Linked DNA regions of Ovis aries: region 1 is linked to region 2. Evidence: chromatin contacts called from public Hi-C data. All regions are on one chromosome and are shown on one strand. Each heading gives the region's core, a stretch centred on a gene start, on an enhancer-like site or on the middle of the called end of the contact. The rest is flanking DNA. Distances are from core to core; before and after follow the strand shown.

Region 1 (6,653 bases), core at 835-3,334, 210 kb after region 2:
AGGTGGCCAAAGTATTGGAGCTTCCGCTTCAGCATCAGTCCTTCCAATGAATATTCAGGACTGATTTCCTTTAGAATTGACAGGTTTATTTTTAATTGAAGGAAAATTGCTTTACAATATTGATTTCATTTCTGCCATAGATCAACATGAATTAGCCATAGGTGTACATAGGTCCCTTCCCTCTTGAACCTCCCTCCTACCTCCCACCCTTTCCTACCTCCCACCCTTTCCTACCTCCCACCCTTTCCTACCTCCCACCCTTTCCTATCTCCCACCCTTTCCTATCCCTTTAGGTTGTTACAGAGCCCCAGTTTAAGTTCCCCAAGTCATACAGCAAATTCCCACTGGCTATCTGTTTTACATATGGTACTGTATATGCCTCTATGCTACTCTCTCCATTCATCTCCAGGTAGAGGCTGCTGCTGCTGCCAAGTCGCTTTAGTCGTGTCCAACTCTGTGCGACCCCATAGATGGCAGCCCCCCAGGCTCCCCTGTCCCTGGGATTCTCCAGGCAAGAACACTGGAATGGGTTGCCATTTCCTTCTCCAATGCATGAAAGTGAAAAGTGAAAGTGAAGTCGCTCAGTTGTGTCCGACTCTTAGCGACCCCATGGACTGCAGCCTACCAGGCTCCTCCATCCTTGGGATTTTCTGGACAAGAATACTGGAGTGGGTTGCCATTGCCTTCTCTGCAGGTAGAAGCTAGTCCTTATCTGTATTCTTTATCCACATCTCTGTTCATACAGCTCCATTCTTACTCATTTCACAGATTGTCTAAGTTCCTTAGATTGGTCTCTGCCCTCCTATGATATCATGATTCCAGGAGTGAGGCAGGTGAAGAGGAGAGGAGGTGTGATGAGGGCATGAGATGGTAGAGGCTGAGAGGCTGGTCTGGTCTTGCTCTAGGATCCCAGGCACCTGGGGCAGATGAAGGGAGCAGTTCTGTGTCTGCCTGTGCGCCTGCCCTCCATCACACCTTGTACAATGTCCAGCACAGGAGGGGAGTTAAGTGAGTCTGTTGAATGGAGAAAAGGAGGGTCTAGAGGAGCACTTCTTCAGACTGGGTAAACAGCAGTGATGTCTGTCCTGAGTATTCTCTCAGGGAAATAGCCATTGAACGCACTCACCCTTCCTGGAAGGCTCCTACATTCTAATTTCTCAGTGGCCAGCACAGCTACAGCATTGCCCCTTCAGACTGGCACATGGAAACTTCCCGGAGAACTTTGGGTCTGAGGAGAGAGGAAGGCTGAGGGAGCTCCCTGCTCAGGGAAAGTGAGGTAGGCAGAAGGTCCTGAGATGTCATGGAACATCTCAGAGAAGCCATCCAGAGACAGTGGAGGGACTCTGGGGGCACCTGAACCTCTGTCCTATGTCCATATCTGTGACTTTGTTACTTTGCAGGCATCTTCAGAGGGAGCAGGTGTAAACTCTGAAATGGAGAGGGACCTGAGAGTCAGGTCATCTACAAGAGGTGGGAGCTGAGGAGGCTGAAACTCCTCCCAGCGAGGCATCTAAGATGATCTTGGACAAGGACAGAACTGCAGAGCTGAGGGCAGCGTGTGGAGGCCCTGGGTTCGTGGGCAGGAAGAAGCGTGCATAAGGACCAATTGGGGAATAAGATGAGCCTTGGGGTCCATTCCACACTGCCTACTGGGAGCTCTTGGGGCACAGAACTGGAGCTCAGTGTGGCTTAAAGGACAGGAGGCCTTTTGCTGGGGACCCTTTGCTGTCCCAGTGAGCTCAGCATCGAGCTTTGCCAACACTGGGTGCATGACCAACACTGCTTGACCTCAATTTCCCCTCTTCCAGTTTACTCTTATTTTAGGCTCAGATCTTCCCCCTCCAGATGGAGTTCTCCCATCTGGTTACTGAAACTGGATCAGTGGAAAGAGAAATTCTAGGATGCTGGAATTTCAGGAACGTTTCCAGGGTGCCAAGAAAAATAGCTCTGTGATGAGCCAATGCCATCAAAATGGCAGATCTGGAAATGAGATCAGATTCTGTCTGAGTCACAATCTCACAGGATCTGAGACACCGAGGTCATCCAGTCTGGTCCATGATGTTACAGATGGAGGAACTTCTGCCCTGGGAAGGGCAGAGCTGGTGGTGGCAGAGATGGAACTGGAACAGAGGGTTGCAGCCATTAACCTCACTCTGATCAGATGCCAGGTCCCCGCCGCCAGGCCCTTCTAAGAGCTGTCTGACATGTGTTGCTTTGCCTTATCAGCAGGAAGAAAAGATGACAGCAGGCAGTCTTTCCTGGCCAAGCATCCATCAGAACCCACATAAATATTTTCCCAGAGTCTGAATGGCCAGCATCTAGCTGGCTATGTGCCAGGGGACAGTAAATAATTTGGACGACTGGTGGCTTCCTGACAATTTTCTTGGGTGTGTTTTCTGACAACTTTGTTTTGGGAGCAGACGCTAGGGAGACCTTGATGAGGGCGGTGAGCCCAGTGCTTACTGGACTCTCTGATGGCATTTCTGGTCAGGAAGGAAGTACCCAAGGGGTCTTGATGACAACACACTTGGGGCAGAAGATAACTTTCACTCAGTCTGAAAGGCTTTCAAGTGGGGCCAGGAGTCGGTTTCAGGGTTTAGGGTGGAGTGAGGTTAGAGGCTCTGGGGCCAAAAAAGTTAGATGAAATCAGCTCAGTGTGGTAAATTGGGTAAGCTTGACCAAAGGCATGTGGGAGGCTTGGTTGCTAAGACAAGGAAAATGTTAGGGCTGGCATGGCCTTAGGTCAGCAGAGTGACCAGTCTTGGAGTTCAAAGTTCAGCAGGGGGTGGAGAGTCCAGGCCCCTTCTGTTCTAGGGCCTCTGACTAGGGCCAGCAGTGGGAATGTCCAGAAAGGGTTTGGTTGTCCAGGAAGGGTTTGGTTGTCCTTGAAGTCAGATGCTGGGTGTTCTGCCTTTGTTATAGTAGGAACTGTCAGCAATTTGAGGAAATAGGAATGGAAGTGAGGGCAGGAAATATCTGGAAAGAGTGGCAGAGCCAGAGAGTCTTGGGCAGATAAACCTGACAGTAGATTTAGGAAAACCAGACAAAGTCTAGATTTCAGCCTCTGATGGGAGCGGTCGCTATCTCCTCTGGGCTTAGTGATGGGGCAGGTCTGAGTGTGCCGTGTGGAGGCTCTGGGTGGCTGCACTAGTTCAGGGCGTGGGAAGCCAGGCTGGCACTGACGCAAAGGTCCATGTCTTTGCCACTGAAGGGAAAATATGCGGCATCTCTGATGGGTGTGAGGGCACAGAATCCCCAGTGGCTGGAAGGACCCATACAGAAAAAAATCTCGCCTGAGCATCACAATGAGATTACTGGGGCCACGCGTCCCATGGGTCCTGACTTGCCACAGCCCCACGGGGCTGTCCTTGGAGCCCCTGGAGATCACAGTTGCTCTGTCTCTGGAGGAGGCAGGGAATGGGGCTCTGGAGGCCCGATCTGACTTCCTCCATGTGGCTCCTGAAGATGAGGAGTGTGTGAGCTAGTCATTCAGTTGTGCCCAACTCTTAGTGAGCCCTTTAGGCTCCTCTGTCCATAGGAGGAGGGGGGCCCTTTAGTTCCCAGCGTGAGCCTGTCCCCAGGTGTTTGACAAAAATCTTTCCAGCTGGCCTGTGGTACACTCATTAGGGATGGGAGTGCTTAAATTCACTTCATCCTCAGCCATGTTATGAACATATTTGTCCTGTATTTGAAAGGAAATGCAAGACTGTTAAAAGACTCTGGGCACTGGAATTCAGTGGCTTGCATTCAGGTACAGGTTGAACCAGCTGTGTACTCTGGCCTTTTCCCTAAAACCTCTGAGTCTCAGTTAATTTGCACTTTCATATCTTCAGTAGAAAAAGCCTCTTGGGCTCAGAGTCAGCAGGTATAAATTCTGGACCTTCTGTTTTGCTCCTGGTTGACTTCTACACACAGCTGGTTTTCTCTGGGCCTCTATCTCTATCTTGGAATTCAGGACTGGGCAAGATGATATCTCAGGGCCCTTCAAGACTTTAAGGCATTTTATCAAGATTTGATACCCTCTAGGATGCTGGGGAATTGTTTCTCATGGAATTGTTCCTCTCTTTTGCATAAAAACACAAACACTCAGATTCCCAAATGCTCACATGCAGACTCCCACAAGCATGCATTCCCTCATGTACGCAGATGCGGATGTATGCTTTCACACAGACATATCCTCACCAGTATACGTAAATCCTCTCATGCGCTCACCTATGTGCATGCACGCACTCACAGGAACTAGTCTGTCTTGTACGTCACTGAATCCCCAGTGCTTAGAGCAGAGGACTGATAAATCCTCAGACCATGCCAGTGGAGTGAATGAAATCATGCACTTCCCTTCCTCACTGCGGAAACACAGGTATTCACACACACCACACCCTCACGTACAAGCCATCACGTGCACACTCCAGGGGCCCGGACACATGCTGACGTGCATTGGGCAGGCCCAGCATACTCACTCCCACCACGCCCCCACACTGTAGATCCCCTGCAAGGCCCTTCCAGGAGCTCACTAAGGGATATCCTTTCCTCACACATCACCCTGAAGCCTCCCTTGCTGGCACTGGGTTTGGCTCTGCTGACACCCAAGGACCTTGGTCCAGGCATCAAGGGTATGCCATAGCTTTCTGTGTGGACAGTGCTTTGTAAAAGTCCAGTCACTTTATCAGATCATGTCCCACTCCATCCTCTTGGCAGACGGGATGTAGGACCTCAGAATGTGGATTATCTGTTGCAGACATGTTACAGACAGGGAGACAGAGGCCTAAACAGGATGGCTATCTGCCTAAGGCCCAGAAGCCACCGAGCAAGGGAGCCCAGCTGGAAACCACACCACCCCCTATCCAGGACTCTCTCCATTGCTTCTCCCAGTGACTGTTTTAAGAGGATTATTTATCCTCCAGTTGTTTCCCCCTCTAATTTATTTCTTTCCTTATCTTTTTTAAAATCCCTCGTTTCCGCCCGCAAATAGTTGGGTTTCAGGAGGGAGTGATGGAGGCCAAGTTCACCATCAGAAGTAAAATCTACAAGGAACTTCCCTTGTCTACCCCAGCCAAGATTCTTGCCAAACGTAATCAGAACTTTACCACACACCTATGCACCCAACCTTCACAAAGAATCAACTTAACCTGCGTAAGGAATAAACAAGTTAGTAAAATTAATGCCTATTTCAGAGAACAGACTAAGGCCCCTGGCCATGTAATTTGCCAACTAATTAAAAAGTTATTCACACTGTTTTACGAATTTAAAAAATTTGCATCACTTTTTATTCCTGGAAAGGTATTGGGAAAGTGCTAGCCTACTGCAGTTGTCTTGGCTTTGGGATGGCTAGTGAGTGTGTAGGTGAGTCTGGACTGGTTCCTTCCCTCAAAGACGGCACTGTGGGGCAGCTGGCGGCTCCATATGGGGCTCTGAGGATACAGGCTTGACAGCAGCCTGGCTGAAATTTCTCTTTCCTGACTTTAGCAGTCCTTGGGAGAGGCAGCATGGTTGGGGGACAGGACCTCTAGCTTTGGAGCCAGATGGACCTGTTTAAATCCCAGCTCTACCTTTGAATGGCCATATAACTCTAGGCAAGTCATTTAACCTTATGGGTCTCAGTTTTTCTCATCTGTGCCAATGCTAGTGATATTTCTATTTTGGCAGAACTCGCATACATAAGGAGCCTGACGCATAGTAGGAGCTCAGTAAATGATAGATCAGATTAGCCACCCAGGCACTTGATTCCACTGTGTCTTAGATACTCTAAGAGGAAGGTATATGGAGCCATGGACATGTGTAGAAGATGGCCACAAGAGGGCCAGGTTCCATGTCTGGTTCTACAACAGGTTTAAGAAGCTCTAGCTCCGCTCCGGGTCTTTGTCTCCCTATCTGGACACTGTAAGGGCGTCCCAGTCCTGTGAACTGTGTGTTCGCCAGAAACTGAGACTGGATCTTTTCCTCCTATCTCTTCCCTGGAATGGAGTCAGGGTCAGATACATAGTAGCCACTCAGTGATGCCTTAGGTGATAGTCCTTGTCCACTGCTGATTCCCCAGGCCAGGAGAAACGGCAGAAGGTGCACTCAAGTCGAGCTACATGTCAGGGATGACAAATGCCAAGTCATGTAACTGTCACATGAACAAGTGGGACTCATGGAATCTCACTCACGGAATAATCACGAAACAACCTTTACTAGTCATCCTGCAGGTAAGATCTCTTCCGCCCCATTGCATGAAAACATGACCGTTCTGTTTTTTCTTTGACAATACAGAGCTCCCTGTTTATTTTAACTCACAAAATATTATTTCTGCTCGATAATGAACTACTATTACTACTATTTAGCAATATGAGCAGTAATAAACCTCAAACTTCACTTTTCCACTTGGACCTGGAGCTACTGCTGGTAAGTTTCGTGCAGTGAGAACAAGACTCAGTTTCTTCTTTCTTTTTGTGCCTAAAGCATTACTTCTCTTTCCTCATCTTGCTAACCATCGTGGATTTTTTATCTCTCCATTGTCAGGGATAGAGGGAAAGAGAAGGAAAAGGGGGCAACATAGTACTTACCTGACTAGTTAGTACAGACTCAAAGACCCAGGGTCAATGCTCTCTGGGCTTGGCAGACATTTAACCTTGCTTGTTCTCTCATGGGGTGTTTTTGCTGGTTCTTTGGAG
Region 2 (7,070 bases), core at 1,817-4,316:
TACATGCAGCAAATTCATTGAACAGGTGGTGTTTGAAATCTGTCTTTAGGACCTTTGTGTATAAAGAATATGAGTATATGGCCCAAGGCAGTGTGACTGCTGAGAGATTATTTTTTTTTTGTAGTGAGAAATACATTTTTTATAATCTGAGTAATTTCCTTCTAATGTGTTTAGTCCCCATTAAACTGTGCACTTCTTTGGGGAAATAAACATGCTGTAGTCAACTTGAAATCCCCAGAACAAAGCCCAGCAAACAATAGGTGCTTAGTATGTGTATGTGTGCGTGCCCAGTCACTAAGTCATGAAGTCTCTTTGTGACCCTTGGGACTGTAGCCCACCAGGAAATCCCAGGCCTGGGATTTCCCAGGCAAGAATACTAGAGTGGGTAGCCATCTTCTTCTCTGGGGATATACCCAACCCAGGGATTGAACCTGTGTCTCCTGCACTGGCAGACAGATTCTTTACCATTGAGCCACCTGGGAAGCTCAGGTGGCTAGAAGATGCTTGCCGACTCACACAGTGGGTTTCTTTTCTCTGGGGTTGACCCGCATGTCTGGCATGTCAAGGGCTGGAGGGAGTACATATCATCTTACATATTTGCACTGGGGGCCTGGTGTGTGACCAGGCATACGAACCTCCCAAGTTTGGCTTTATGGCAATACTTTAACAGCTTCTGTGCAAAGACTCCTACGCCTCTCAATGCAAGGGTTAAAAAAAAAAGACTCAATATAGTATATAGTTAAGATGTGGTTAATAACACTCAGCATGCCTCCCCCTCCAGTTAATTAGGAAACTTTATTACAGGAAAGTTGAAGTGGCTTTTTTCTTTTTCCCAAGGGAAATGTACCAACTTCTGAGAAGTGGGAAAGAGGGATGCCAAGGGCTGCTCCATCATCATTTCCACCCCACACTCCTCTGGCACTACTGACACTCACCCAGCCACCCAGCCAGTCTGGCTCATCTTCAAAATGGTCTCAGCTCACACCTGGACCGTGAGATGGAGCAACCTGATAGAAATGGTGTGTGCCCATCCAGGAGTCAGAATCCTGTTTCTCCAATTTGCTGCATGGCCCCAGCAGGTGATGCAACTGTTCTGGGCTTGGTTTCCTCACCTGTTGAAAGGACTGGCAGCTGCCCCTACCTTTGAGGAGCCTGGGTGGTTGAGTAAGACAGTCAGTGAGGTGCATGAAATATGGAGTTTGGATCTCTGGGAGGTCAGTACATCCGGCCATTTCAGGGAACAGAAGGAAAAAAGTTCCTTGCAGGAGCTCCTTAGGGCTACAGACTAAGCATCTGGGGGACTCTCTGGGTTTTTCCACTTCAGTCCACTGTTGAGCTGGTACACGGACAATGGGTGACCAGAGGGGGCTGTAACACCCACCTAGACTGGGAGTGATTCCCATCCCATAAGACATTCCAGCTTAACATAACACAGGCTAGGTTAGGTTAAAGCACACACACTCACTCAAAAATGAAGGTTGGGTGCCCTCTGACCCTCAGTTCAATAGCTACCTCCCGGGCAGTGATGCTTGGGAGACAGGAGAGTCCACATCAAAGGATGGAGATGGGCAGATTTATGGGTGTGCAGGGGCTTCTCCCAGGTGTTTCTGCTCCAAACCCCTCCCCACTGGGGCATCTGGAGCGGAGGTATTGGCCTTGGAACAGGAGGCCAAAAAGGGCTTTCCCGAGAGCCAGCTACTCCTCTGGGGTCTTGCAGGGGATCCTGAAGGGGGTCCTGCAATCAGGGAAGCTGGGTCCACAGCCAAAGCAATATGACCCTAACTGACAAAGCCTGAAATGAGTCCTTTCTGGCCAGGCAAAATGCTTCCCCTTCATGCTGGTCTTCACAAGTGCCTCCCCCATGAAGCCCTCTGTGGTTCCCACAGGAAGGAAGGATCAGTCACCTCTGTGTTCTCAGCACATATAACTCCTTTTATAGAGCTCCTCTTGGAGGGAGGCCTGTATTTAATTCACCCTTGTGCTTGCAACACCCAGCACAGTGCCTGACTTGGGTAATTATGTACCAAGAAATGTGGGTACGATGACTGTAAATGTTCTTGATGGAGTTATGGAGAATGATCTAAAGAGTGCGCTCTTCACCGGAAAGGTGTGGAAATTTAGGCCCCGGGGTGGGGGTGGGTGGCTGGGTATCACTGCCCAGCGTGGCTGCTGGCAGTCAGCCACCAATGCATGACGGAGCTCAGGACTCCTTCATGCCGGCTATAGAGCTGGTGGGTAGCTCTGGCAGGATCTGGGCTTGAGAAGCGAGTTCTCCCACCTTGCCCTGCTTGCATCCACTTGACTAGGCTGCACACAGCCCAGCCAGGAGAGGGAAGTGTCCACATTACAAAAATCATACGAAAGAAATTATGGATGGAAAAATCATTACCTTATAAATCGGCCGAGCTGTTCAGAACTTGTAGGAAACAGGGCATATAAAATTCATATGGCACATTGGGGCTTTGCTAGAGCCTCATTACAGCCCTCAGACTCCAGTGAAATATGTCCTGACCCAGAGAGGCTAATTTTCCTTTATTAATGACATGGGGCGGGGCTGACACCATAAATTCCAGCTACCTGAGGGCCCTGGAGCTTGGGACAAACTTTTGAGCGATGAGTCTCTCAAGGCTATACTGGTCCCACCACACCCTGGACTCTGTCGCACCCCCAGGAAGCAAGGCAGCCTCCCTCTGCCCCAGGTGCCCAGTCCGAGGACCACAAAACAGAATGGAGAAGGCGGAGGTTGGGGGCTATCTTTTCTCTGATGAGGGCCTGACCTGAAATGTTACATAAATCAGCCCCTTAATGGGAGATGGAGTCCTAAGAAGGGGATCCATGCATTACTCCCAATGCTTGGTGTGATTCCTGTAACAGAAGTGTCACGAACGATGCCATCTGCATTCCTCAAGCCTGGTCTATGACCAGGGTCAGGCTTGGGCTGTGACCAGTCTCAGGGCTCAGGCTGTTCCAAGTGGGTAGAATGAGACTCTGGTCACAGGCTCATAGAGGATCCGAGAATCCAGAGTCCCAGACATAATATCAGAGAACAGTCAGCCAAGCCTGGTCCCTGGAAGCACACTTGGCCCCTAGCCCGTGTTTCTGCCTTTGTTACAGCTGTGGTCAGCACCCAGGGTTACACAACTGAATAATCTTTGAGGTTAAATTCTCTCCTTGCTCATGATACAAACGAGGAAACGAAGGGCTCACCAATATCCCTGGTTGCAGGGAGCATGAGCCCAGGCCACCTGCCCCACCCACTGCGGTTTCTCCACCACCCACACTCCCTTTGCAACAGAGGATGAGGGTAAATGTGCAGCCACAGCCTGGCCCGCAGTCCTGGCTCCTGGCTCTTCTTGACCCTGTGTCCCTGGGACAGAAGAAAAGGGAGAGCTTGTCTGTCTTCCCGGATAATCCATCACACGTCCCCAAAATGTCTCCCCTGTGGCCATGGCTTTCTGAAATGCCCCAGCTGCCTTTGTCCCTTTGGGTCCACAATCAGCAACCTTCACACATAGATGTGGTGCTCACAGGTTGCCTAGTCGTTGACCTGGGTTGAGGCAGGAAGTCTGAGAAGCAGAGTAGCTGGGTGGCTGCTATGGGCTGAACTGTATCCCCATCCCCAACTTCATGTTGACGCTCTGACCTCAGAAAGTGACTGTACTCAGAGATGGAGTATTGAAAAGTAAAGATATAACTTTGCCAGCAGAGATCCATATAGACAAAAATATGGTTTTTCCAGTAGTCGTGTACTGTTGTGAGAGTTAGACCATGAAGAAGGCTGAGCACTGAAGAACTGATGCTTTCAAATTGTAGTGCTGGAGATCAAACCAGCCAATGTTATAGGAAGTCATCCCTGAATATTCATTGGAAGAACTGGTGCTGAAGTTGAAGCTTCAAAACTTTGGCTACATGATGCAAAGAACTGACTCATTAGAAAAGGCCCTGATGGGGGAACAGAGGGAGGCTGCGGGGGCCGCACGCCTGGAAGATGGTGGTTACTAGGTCTGCGCGGCCTCGGGAAATTAAATTAATTAAAAAAAAAAAAAAAAGAAAAGGCCCTGATGATGGGAAAGAGTGAAGGAAGGAGGAGAAGGGAACAACAGAGGATGAGATGGGTGGATGGCCTCACCAACTGGTTGGACATGAGTTTAAGCAAGCTCTGGGAGTTGGTGATGGACAGGGAAGCCTGGTGTGCTGCAGTCCATGGGGTCGCAAAGAGTTGGACACGACTGAGCTACCGAACAACAACAGCTGCTAGTTAAAATGAGGTCTTCAAGGTGGGTCCTAGCTCAGACTGACTAGTGCCCTAGTAAGAAGAGATGAGGACACATGGAGAGGCTGCACACGTGTGTGCAACATGGCAAACACGTGTGTATAGAGGGATAGCCCTGTGCAGAGGCAGGAAGAGGGTGGCTGCCTGCAAGCGCAGGAGAGGGGCTTCAGAGGATGCCAACCCTGCCAGCACCCTGTGATCCCTGACTCCACGGGAAAGCAGACATCTGCTGCTGAAGTCCTCAGTCTGTGATATCTGTTACAGCAGCCCACACTGACTTGAGAGAGGTTTACCTGAGATTTGCCTAGACCCGAACCCAAGTCTTCTGACTCTTAGTTCTGATTCTTCCCTACTGACCAAGTGGGCACCTCTTGATGCCCCTAGTAGCTAGAACGTGAGTTCTGGGACAACAGAAGTTGCATCTTTGCTTCGCTGTATCCATCATCTGGCAGACCATCATGAAGCGGGGGCTTCGTGAGTCTCTGCTGCTTTTGTTAAACCACGTGTGAGCCTGTGAGGTTTGTTTGCTGGATGAGGAGATGGACGGGGCTGCCCTTGGAACCGGAGGAGGGGAGGAAGGACAGGGCACACTTGGCCCCTCAAGGCTAACTTGGTCCCTGCCTGGTGCTTTGGCCTTTGTTACAGTTGTGGTTGACACCCGGAGTTACACAACTGCCTTCTCACTCAGTCCCCACCCCCTTGCAGCCGAAAGTGGAATCCCCTGATGGGACATTTGGCACAATGTAGGGTTTCACAGGCCTGTTCCTTCCAGAAGGAGATGCAGACCCGGCCAGCGCTGGCCCACAGACTCACAGGAGAATTGCAAAACCCAGGCGTTCACCCCAGATCAAATTCCCTGGCCTTGGGTCTCTGAGCTACTTGTTTATACCGAAGAAAACCTACTTCCCACCCTCAGCAGGGAGGCAGCTGGACACACACACAAATGTGTCATTGGGCCATGGCAGAGGAGGGACGGCTTCTTAGGGAAACTTCTGCCATTGCAAGTCCTCAGAGGATGCTGCAAGCTTTGCTTCGGAGCTAGTCCAGGCCCTTTGGCTGGGGCATGGAGCAAAGGCCTGGACACAGAGCCAGTGGACACAGATGACAGTGATGAAGAACTGTCTTGCAGTCTGAGCTATCTTATCACAGAGCAGGCTGCTCCTGGCTGTGCTGTGTTTGCCAGCAAGACAGTATGAAACAACCAAACATCACACAGCATGTTGGCAAATGACCCCAAAGACCTCTTCTGGCCTGGAGACAGTAGGAGTCCAAGAATCTAGATTCATTCATTCAATGAACATTCGTCCAGTACTGAAGCCATGCACTGTGACATATGAGACTCTGCCCTAAGGAGCTGGTGGGAGAGAGGGAAGTGGACAATTATAGTCCGGAATCATGTGTGCAGTGGCACACGTCCAAGACACTTCCGTGGGTTGGGTTCCCTGCCCACGTCCCACCATATCTCCACTCCTGGCCAACTTCCAACTTCCAGCCCCTGCGTGTTTTTGCCTGAGGCTTTCTCTGACCACTCAGGTCTACCCCACCCTGAGCCAGCCAGCGCTGGGGAAAGAATGCCATCCTCTGGACCAGTGATGGACAAGAGCCAGGGTATTAATACCTCAACTCCCCTGCCTCCTGGGTGTATAATTGTGAGGTGCATTGCCACTGTGAAGTGTTAATGTGATTCTCAGCGTATCCCAGAAGATTGGGCTTCCTCTGCCAAGCTCACTTCCCCAATGCCCTGGGTTCAGTCTCAAAAACATGACTTGTATTCAAATCCTTCACTCAGGGTCTGCTTAGACTTTAGAGTCACAGACTGGAGGGAAGGGACAGGAAGGGAAGTAAAGAGAGAGAAGGGGAGAAGTTGCTTTTTGACATTACACTCAGTAAGAAATGTAAGTCTTCTTTTGAGTGACACATAAGCTGAAGAAATGTCAGATAGTTTTCTAGAGTCAGAGAGTCCTGGTGGAGGCCTTCTCTGTTACTTGCCAGGTGCGTGACCTTAGGTGATGATACTCAACCATAATCAGAGTGATACTTCCAACTCCATAGGGGCATGGAGAGAATTAAATGAGAAGAACATGTGTGTGTGTGGATCTCACAGATGCTGACTTACTAAGTATCAATACTGCCACTGCCAGTGTTCGTTGCTCAGTCGTGTCTGACTCTTTGCAACCCCATGGACTATAGCCTGCCAGACTCCTCTGTCCATGGAATTCTCCATTGGGTTGCCGTGCCCTCCTCCAGAGGATCTTCCCAACTCAGGGATCGAACCCAGGTCTCCTGAATTATAGGCAGATTCTTTACCATCTTAGCTACTAGGGGAGCCATGTATCAATACTAGATGTGAGCAAATTACTCCACAAGTATCGCTCTCCTGACTCCTCCCATCAACCCTAAGAGGCAGGGACCATTACTATCACCATTTTATTGATGAGGAAACCGAGGCTCATGGGAATCAAGTGAACCTCCCAAGATAACTCAGGTAATATGTGCTGGCGCTGGTGGCTCTAGAATCTGTGCTCTTAATCAGTGTGATGAACACAGCAGGTCCTTGAAATAACAGTGGAGCAACCAGAAGCCCGCCTGAGCCAACGCAGGGGAAGCTGTCAAGAGCTATTTCAGAGCTCTGTGCTAAGGGCTACACTAAGAAAGCTGAACAGAAAGACAGAAACTGTCCAAAAAATAACCCGAATCCAAACACCCACAAGCCCCAATGGTGGTCCCTGGCGCGGCTGGGCTCCCAGGGAACCTCATGGGCTCTGGAAGCAGCGCTGGGCCCAGACTGTGGCCCGAG

Evidence for each region. Hi-C and Micro-C count contacts between places; a contact is called where the count stands out from the background.
Region 1: a Hi-C map of tail adipose tissue shows a contact between it and region 2, with 2.5 times the contacts expected there. The contact joins two enhancer-like sites. A contact is called at or near these places in 2 of 16 Hi-C or Micro-C datasets (skin fibroblasts and tail adipose tissue).

What each region holds. Positions count from the first base shown.
Region 1 is chr1:22,583,772-22,590,424 of ARS-UI_Ramb_v3.0, forward strand. It overlaps LOC132657885 (a long non-coding RNA gene), which reads right to left. Exons shown (of 2, transcript XR_009596657.1): 1 at 6,546-6,653; 2 at 1-3,682. Among named protein-coding and RNA genes, the nearest start is that of TRABD2B, 80 kb to the left of the region's middle. Within about 2 kb of position 2,085, at least 6 of the 54 cell types and tissues checked have an H3K27ac peak or open chromatin away from gene starts, as enhancers often do. A contact at or near this core is called in tail adipose tissue, where this site is marked.
Region 2 is chr1:22,369,100-22,376,169 of ARS-UI_Ramb_v3.0, forward strand. The region is part of intron 2 of TRABD2B (TraB domain containing 2B); the gene reads right to left. Among named protein-coding and RNA genes, the nearest start is that of TRABD2B, 130 kb to the right of the region's middle. Within about 2 kb of position 3,067, at least 13 of the 54 cell types and tissues checked have an H3K27ac peak or open chromatin away from gene starts, as enhancers often do. A contact at or near this core is called in tail adipose tissue, where this site is marked.